Linked DNA regions of Triticum aestivum: region 1 is linked to region 2. Evidence: chromatin contacts called from public Hi-C data. All regions are on one chromosome and are shown on one strand. Each heading gives the region's core, a stretch centred on a gene start, on an enhancer-like site or on the middle of the called end of the contact. The rest is flanking DNA. Distances are from core to core; before and after follow the strand shown. Region 1 holds the start of LOC123045078 (mitogen-activated protein kinase kinase kinase 5). Region 2 holds the start of LOC100873145 (transcription factor NIGTH1).

Region 1 (3,847 bases), core at 1,063-3,562, 210 kb after region 2:
GTGTCAAAACCGGCGGATCTCAGGTAGGGGGTCCCGAACTGTGCGTCTAGGCGGATGGTAACAGGAGACAAGGGACACGATGTTTTTCCCAGGTTCGGGCCCTCTTGATGGAGGTAAAACCCTACGTCCTGCTTGATTAATATTGATGATATGTGTTACAAGAGTAGATCTACCACGAGATCAAGGAGGCTAAACCCTAGAAGCTAGCCTATGGTATGATTGTTGTTCGTCCTATGGACTAAAGCCATCCGGTTTATATAGACACCGGAGAGGGCTAGGGTTACATAGAGTCGGTTACAATGGTAGGAAATCTACATATCCGTATCGCCAAGCTTGCCTTCCACGCCAAGGAAAGTCCCATCCGGACACGGGACGAAGTCTTCAATCTTGTATCTTCATAGTCTTGGAGTCCGGCCGATGATGATAGTTCGGCTATCCGGACACCCCCTAGTCTGGAACTCTCTCAGTAACGATCATGATCCAATCCCCTAATGCACCTTCATATTGTTCCTGGGTGCTTGTATGCCGATTTTTTTTGTTTTCTACTAAATTTCCCTACATTAGGGATGTAACGTGTTCAGTCCCCGGCCGAACCCAAACGGGGTGTTCGCACACCTTAATGTTTGGTTCCTAGACACCGACAATACTAGTCTCATGCAACGCTAGATTACATACGTAGTTGAACACACATGTGATCAGACTACCAATAGTTTACATGTTCTAGTAACTACAAATGAAACGACAATGCAAGAAGTTCATCCACACCACCCTTGCCCTTGCCATCTTTTCTGCAGAAGTAGCAGTCGAAGACGCTAAACGGATATAGGCCGATCTACCCACTACCGGAGCTGTCGGTTTGTAGTTGTCCTCCTCCTTCTCCCCTTTGGGGGGGGGGAGGGGCAGTTCGACCATGGCATAGACTGCCCGACTTTGCTCCCTTGCGAGGGCGTGTGTCACCCTCCTTTGCCGCTTCTCAGTGATGCTTGCACAGAGGCCTTCCTCGTTGCTGCCAAGTTGGTGCACGACTCCGCCGGCTCCGCCTTGAGGGCCGCAACATCATCCCGCGCCCTCTGCCTCGCATGGGGGGAAGACCACGGCTCTTGGGCGGTTTGGCCGTAAACCATGGCATCGTTGACCTTCATTTTGGAGCCCAATGTCGCGGGACAAGGCGCCATCTAAGAGGTTGCACTGCTAGACAGTGGTCACCGCCTTCGGCCATGCCACGGTCACGCGCCTCGAGGCACCAGCTCCGGCGGGTCTATGCGCCATTTGAGTGAACGCAATGGATTTCGGCCGGATCGAGTCCAGCCGAGGTCAGGCGCACTCCACCCAGGAGCCGCGGAGAGCCACTCGAACGGCCATCTACTGCTCGTCCCTGCATGGTACAAGGTTCGAGTCAACGGATCAGGAGAGCTCGGAGTCGGATCCACTTCCTGCCATGCCGGAGAAGGCCGGAGTTTGTCGACATGAGCTTGGTGATGAAGTGGAGTGGAGTGGTGTGCCTAGGGTTTGGTTCGGAGTGCAGATAGGGATGAATATTAGTGGGGTCCGAGTGGGCCATAGTAGTCCGGATCCGACGTGGCGGGCGCCTTCAGGCGTCCTCATATCTTCCTCACATATGGGCTGAATATAGGGGTTGCCCATCAGCCATGACGTTTGAGTTGCGTCTGGGTGGACCGGTTGAGTTTTGTCTTTGTTTGAGTAGTATTGGATTAGAACGGCAGAGCGTTTGGGGCGTTCGTTCGTAGATGCTCTCACATCCATGTGTTGCCCGCTTTTATCAACCTATGCAGACGCCAAAATACTCAATGAAGCTCGGCATCCATGGAGCCGAATTTGAAATTATCAAAATTAAAATTTGCACTTTCTTTTTGAAAAAGGTACACATATATTTAGAGGCATATGCACAAGTTTGTAAATTTTCAGAACGAAATACGTTAAAATGAGTGCTAGACAAGAAAAACAATCTAAGGCTTTTTTAGTAGATGCACTGTTCGTTCTCAAAGTTCATAAATTTGTCTTCTGCACAAATCACGTGTCATGGTATTTCATTTTAAAATTTTACACCCATACATATCACATCTTTGTTTACTTTTTTTTGTGCATATTTTGTTAAAACTGAAAAGTTTGATTTTGATTTTTTCAAAAATTTCATCCTCCATGAAGGCCGAGCTCCAAAACGCAGACGCTCCTTTCATTTCATATATCTAGCTTCTCTAAGCCATCAGTGGCAAAAATGGAAATAAGCAGTGGACGGGTTCCCTGGCGCGAGTTGACTCGAAAGATTTCCTTCTTCCAGGATGCCGCGTGCGTTCCATTCTTTTCCCTCCCGAAAACGCCGCACATCACAACGACAGACCACCCAAAAAAAAGTTGATTTTTTTTCTGGGAGGAGGTGGTGGTGGTCGTCGTCGTCTCCGTCTACCTCCTCTCCGCCTCCGATGCCATTAACCCCACTCCCACGGCCAGCCTCTCGTCGCGAGCCCCCGTGATGCCGTCGTGGTGGAAGCGCTCCAAGACCGCCTTCCACCGCTCCGCCACCACCGCCTCCTCCGCCCCGGCCTCCCCCGCGCGGGCGTCCACCTCGCGCTCACAGCCGCGACGCGCGGGGTCCGAAGACGCCGGGGACCTCCTCCTCGCGCGGCCACACCGCCAGCCGCGGCAGCTCACGCGACAGCGGAAGCTGCGCCACGTCTACGATATCGACGCGCTGCTCGCCGACCTCGGCATCGACGTCGCGTCCTCCTCCTCGCCGCCGCACGCCAGGGGGCGCGCCTCCGCATCCGATGCCGTCGGGCTCGGTCCCCCGATCTCGAGGTCCTCCAACGCCGCGGACGGGGTGGTAGCTCCGCCTCCGAGGTCCGCGTCGTCCCCCGTGTTGCACCCGCTGCCGTTGCCGTCACCCTCACCGAAGCCCCTCGCAGAGCTGGAGACGACGGACCCGGCGGGGGTCGCGGAAGGCGGGAACGAGAGGGCGTCTTTGCAAATACCGAGGTAATGTTGATACATCATGAATAAATAAAAATTGTTGCAACTTGCGATATCTTAGTTTCCCTATTGTCGACTGCTCCGAATTGTGTGCCGTTGTGTGATTGAACGTGATCGCTGAGCTGAGGAAACGACGGTAGAATTATGATCCTTTATCACGTAAACAATTTGCGACCTGTTAATGTGATTGACATGTGTTGGAAGCTACAAGGATTGCAATGAATTATACTACTTTCTGTTTTTCATTACGCCATCCAGCCATTGCAATATTAGATGAATCTCTTCAGGATTTACATTGAGGTGAAAGATAGGTGGGGTTGCAATCCAACCATCTACAGGCAGAAGTAGCTAATAGTCGAAAGCTTGCTATGATTGTTTGGCCACTGCTTGTATTTATTGTAAGTTACATAAATGAAAGGACAGGGGTTCAGAAGTCAGAACATTCTCTGAACTAGAATGTTCCTGGTTGGGAGATGGTGTTATCGCAGTTCTTATCAATGGTTTACCTCCGTTCTTACACTATGACATCTGACTGAAGAACAAAAATTGTGGGGTAACCAGAATGACTTGGGTGGTAGGATCCGCTGCTGTTACTAGCAACTTAGTTGCATTACCAAGTCTCATTTGCTGACCGGTCCTTTCCCTCTCTACTTTTAATGATGTATATGTACACTCCATATTGTATTTAAGCTTGAAAGAAATCTGTATCTAAACTTGCATTGTTCCTTGCATCGTTTCCGGGTTCTTACTAATCATGTGGTTACAGGGTGACAGGTCAGACTGTGCAAAAGTTCCCTGAACATAATGATTTCTGCTCAAATGGTACAAAGCGGCCTATCTCTAGTCACCACCGAAAAGC
Region 2 (4,225 bases), core at 363-2,862:
AGAAGTTTAGGGGCCCCGGAGGTGATCCCCCTGACTGGGAGCTGCTCTGCTCCTGAGTTATCCAGAGCCCTCCCATGAGCACGATCGGCCGGTTGGCTGCCGGAGATCCTGGCGCCCTTCGGTTGTGCAGACGGTATTTCTGAACCATAAGAAAAACAATACATGATTCACATTAGTGTCAATGCAAATTAGTAAAAGCTAGTAATAAATTCCATCATTAGTAGTACATGGACAGAAGTTTGTGAAAGATAGTGGTGAATTGCTCACCTGGAGATGGCTCTTCACTTCATCATTGGTCAGGCCATCCACCTTCATCAGCTCCCTGATTTGCTTTGGAGTAGCAACTGCAATCATGGCAAGGATAACAGCCATGTAAGCTCTCAATAATTTGCTGCTACTATATATATCTACTGGGTGTTCTTGATATTATATCCAGTTCTGGGAGTATTTGTGAAGCGCTCACCTTGGGGACCACCGAGTTGGTGCAGGGCAGTGACGAACTGGCGGTGCAGCTCCGGCGACCAGCACCGCCGCGCCTTCCTCGCTTGCTGCTGCTGCTGCTGCTGCTGTGCTGTCTGCTGCGACTGCGCCTGGAGGCTTAGGGAAGGGGCAGCCGGTGCCAGGGCGGCCGCAGCCCTCGCCGCTTCTTGCGCAAATCCCACAAGCTGACGGCGGCTTTCTTCAGCGCCGCCGGTAGCAGCAGCCAGAGAGGTCTTGATCGGTGCCGGCGACAGAAACGGCAGATCCGGCATCCCCACAGCCTTGTCATCCTTCCTCAAACTCGGCGGCGCGAACGCCGGCGCGCCGGAGCCCACGGCCTTGAACGGTAAGGCAGCGCCGTCGCGAGATTCCGGCACCGACGACCTCCTCCTCTCACCCTGCTTCTGCAATCGTAAAAAGGCGCAAACTTTCAGAACCCCAAACACAATAAAACCACCACGATTTAATGATCATAAATGCTTCATCGACAACAAGCAAGCACGCGGGCAACTGAATCGCCGGATCCTACCTCGGAAGCATCGTCCCCCGGGACGGAATCGCCGGTCCAGAGCTGCGCGGTGCTCATCCAGTTGCTCTTGTCGCCTGCGCCGGCGTCCTCCTTGTCCTCTCCTCGATCGCCGCCTCTCTTCTTCTCCTCCACCTCCTTCTTCATCACATCAATCACTGCGCAAGCAACCAAACCACGTCAAGAAAGGCTCCCCAAAAAGAAGAAAACAACAAAGGGATAATAGCTAGTACTAGCACAAGCAAGCAAGCAAGAAGTTTCTCTCTCACCGTCAGCGAGGAGGCGTGCGCAGAGGGGGAGCTCGCGCCGGAACACCTCGATCTTGCTCTTCTCCTCCTCCAGCCTCCGGATACAGTCGTCCATGGCGGCCGCCGGCGCTTCCCTCACCCGCCCCAGGCTCTTGGCCGCGAACATCTTCAAATCCAGGCTCAAATCTGCGCCCATGCCGATCTCTCCTACATCCAGACCCATGGTTTTACACCGGAGCTCTCGCTCTCCAAACGGAATCTTTACTGACTTGTTGCAAGAGAAAGTATGAGGTGGATGTGAACTGGAGGGAGGAGGTGGGTGAATGGGGACGTTTATATAGAGGAGGAGAAGCATTGGGAGGGGGGAGAATCTCGAGAGTGTGCGAGGATGAGACGAGGACGATTTTTCACGTCACCTACAGATAGCTACAATGAACGTCAGTTTCCATCAAGGCCCTTGGATTTTATGGCTTTTAAGCTTTAGCCCACTTGCCTATGCATGCCAACAAATTCAAAATATGTCTTGTACACACCTTTTTTTTTGCGGGTGTTGTACACACTTTCAACCAGATTGAGCTTGTGCTATTGGGGTCAGAGGGAAGATGCAAAATGCCTTTTTGTTCAGGCTATTAGAAGAAGAAGAAAATATGCGGTCGTATTAATTGGAAATGTTTAGTTTTGGAAGCAATTAATCGTAGGCGTCAAATACGTGTGTATCTTATCAAGGTAGTATATCGATCGGATACGATAGACAGCGGGGGATGTGTACATAAATTACGAATTTAATGGTATACGTATTCATTCTATATTCTGGATTTGTATTAGCTGGATATAATGATTTGTCTAGATATGCATGCATACGCGGCACCGAGGTTACATAATAAGTTCGTGTTGATTGTCTCGTAAAAGTGCATGGTTGGTTTCTTTTTCTTTAATTTTTGCGGTTGGTCATTATGATTTTCTTTCGTTTTATCTTTTGAATTTAGCTTTGGTACAATTTTATGCTTCTTCGGAACATAGTGAGTTGCGCTCATGGGTCAAGTTCCATATTTGTTGTTATATTAGTTTTGCAACTTGTAACACCGAACACTCTAATCAACATTGACTTCTCGTGCAAAAATATGACATAAACTGCTCTCTAAACCGTCTTCACTTCAATTTTCTATACATGTCTAACTTCATGATCATGTTTGGTTGGTGGTCACCCGGTTGTGAAGTTTTCAACAACCAAAATAGGTAAAAGTATGGCATGCCTTATATAAACAGTTATCACACATGGCCATGAGGTACTTTCTTGTGAAAAATGTATACCTCGTATTTGGCCATAGAAAGTGTATTCTACCTCACAACCTAGTAGGATATATGCATCACGTCACAACTATGAAAGTAATAAAGAAACATCAAACACAACAGTAATCCCAAAGTCGAATTTCAAGACCCAATTCATGAGAAGATATGAATTGCCCCCCTTTGATCTTTGTCTCATTAGAGTGGTGACATCATTTCACAGTGGCATATGCATGGGTTTTTTGAAATATCCAGCCACAAGATATCCTTTTAGGAAACACCTCCAAATATGCATCACCCGGCCCGTAGGATAGTTAGCATGCTATATGGTGTCATTATTACTAATTTTATCCATTGCTAGCCTAAAGTAAAATGCAGAATATGTTATCATCTACAACGGACTATAGGACACTCTAAACTAAACTGAAAGTTGAATCAGCATTAACTTTTTATATATGAACTAAGTTTAGGTATACCCTATGAATATTTGATGAAGCAGCATCTGAATCGTTAGCACTTGCATAAAATAATATACAGATTAAATTGCATACATATTCATTCTCAATCGCTAGCACTTGCGTAAAAGAATATACCCTATGAATACTTGATGAAGGAGCATCTCAATTGTAACAGACATATCTCTTAGAAGAAAGAAAAATATGCGATGGTACTAATTGGACATGTTGAGTTTTGGTATCAATTAATCATAAGCGGCAAATACGAGTGTATCTTATCAAGGTAGTATATTGGCCAGATACAATACACAGGGGTAATATGTACATAAATTACAAATTTAATTGCATTCGTATTCGTTCAATATTTTGGATTTGTATTAGCTGGATACATTGTTTTGTCTAGATATGCATGTCTACACAACACTGAGGTTACATAATAAGTTCGTATTCATTGTCTCATAAAAGCGCGTCGTTGATTCTCTTTTCTTTATTTTTTGCGGATGGTCAATATAATTTTCTTTCGTTTTATCTTTTGAATTTAGCTTGTGTACAATTTTCATTCTCTCGCAAAAGCGCGACGATTTTCTTTCCCATTTTAGTCTCACTAGTGAGAGTCTAGGCATGTTTGGTTGGTTGTCACTCAGTTCTGAAGTTTTCAACAACCAGAATAGGTAAAAGTATGGCATGCCTTATATAAATAGTTGTCACACATGGTCATGAGGTATTTTCTTGTGAAAAATGTATACCTCATATTTGGACATAGAAAGTGTATCTATCGCACAAGTAGTAGAATACACACATATCATGTCCATGTAAAAACTAGCACTTGACAACTATGAAGTAACAAAGAAACATCAAGCACAAACAGTAATCCCGAAGTCGAATTTAGAGACTCAATCCGTGAGAAGATATGAATTGCCCCCACTTTGATCTTTATCTCATTAGAGTGGTGACATCATTTCACAATGGAATATGCATGGGGTTTTTGAAATATCCAGCCACAAGATATTCTTTTTTAGAAAACACCCTCAAATATGCATCATCCGGCCTGTAGGATTGCTAGCATGCTATATTTTGTCATTCCCACTACCAATTTTAGCCATTGCTAGGTTGAAGTAAAATGCAGAATATGTTATCATCTACAACGGACTATAGAACACTCTAGTATAAACTAAAAGTTGAATAATTATTAATTTTTAATGTTAGAACTAAATTTAGGTATACCCTAT

What was found. Hi-C and Micro-C count contacts between places; a contact is called where the count stands out from the background.
Region 1: a Hi-C map of leaf shows a contact between it and region 2, with 7 times the contacts expected there. The contact joins the promoter of LOC123045078 here to the promoter of LOC100873145 in region 2. A contact is called at or near these places in 2 of 5 Hi-C or Micro-C datasets (both in leaf).

What each region holds. Positions count from the first base shown.
Region 1 is chr2B:391,905,150-391,908,996 of IWGSC CS RefSeq v2.1, forward strand. It overlaps LOC123045078 (mitogen-activated protein kinase kinase kinase 5), which reads left to right and starts at 2,313. Exons shown (of 11, transcript XM_044468010.1): 1 at 2,313-2,994; 2 at 3,755-3,847. The coding sequence starts at 2,492.
Region 2 is chr2B:391,691,886-391,696,110 of IWGSC CS RefSeq v2.1, forward strand. It overlaps LOC100873145 (transcription factor NIGTH1), which reads right to left and starts at 1,613. Exons shown (of 5, transcript XM_044468009.1): 1 at 1,276-1,613; 2 at 1,010-1,164; 3 at 464-884; 4 at 268-344; 5 at 1-139. The coding sequence starts at 1,609.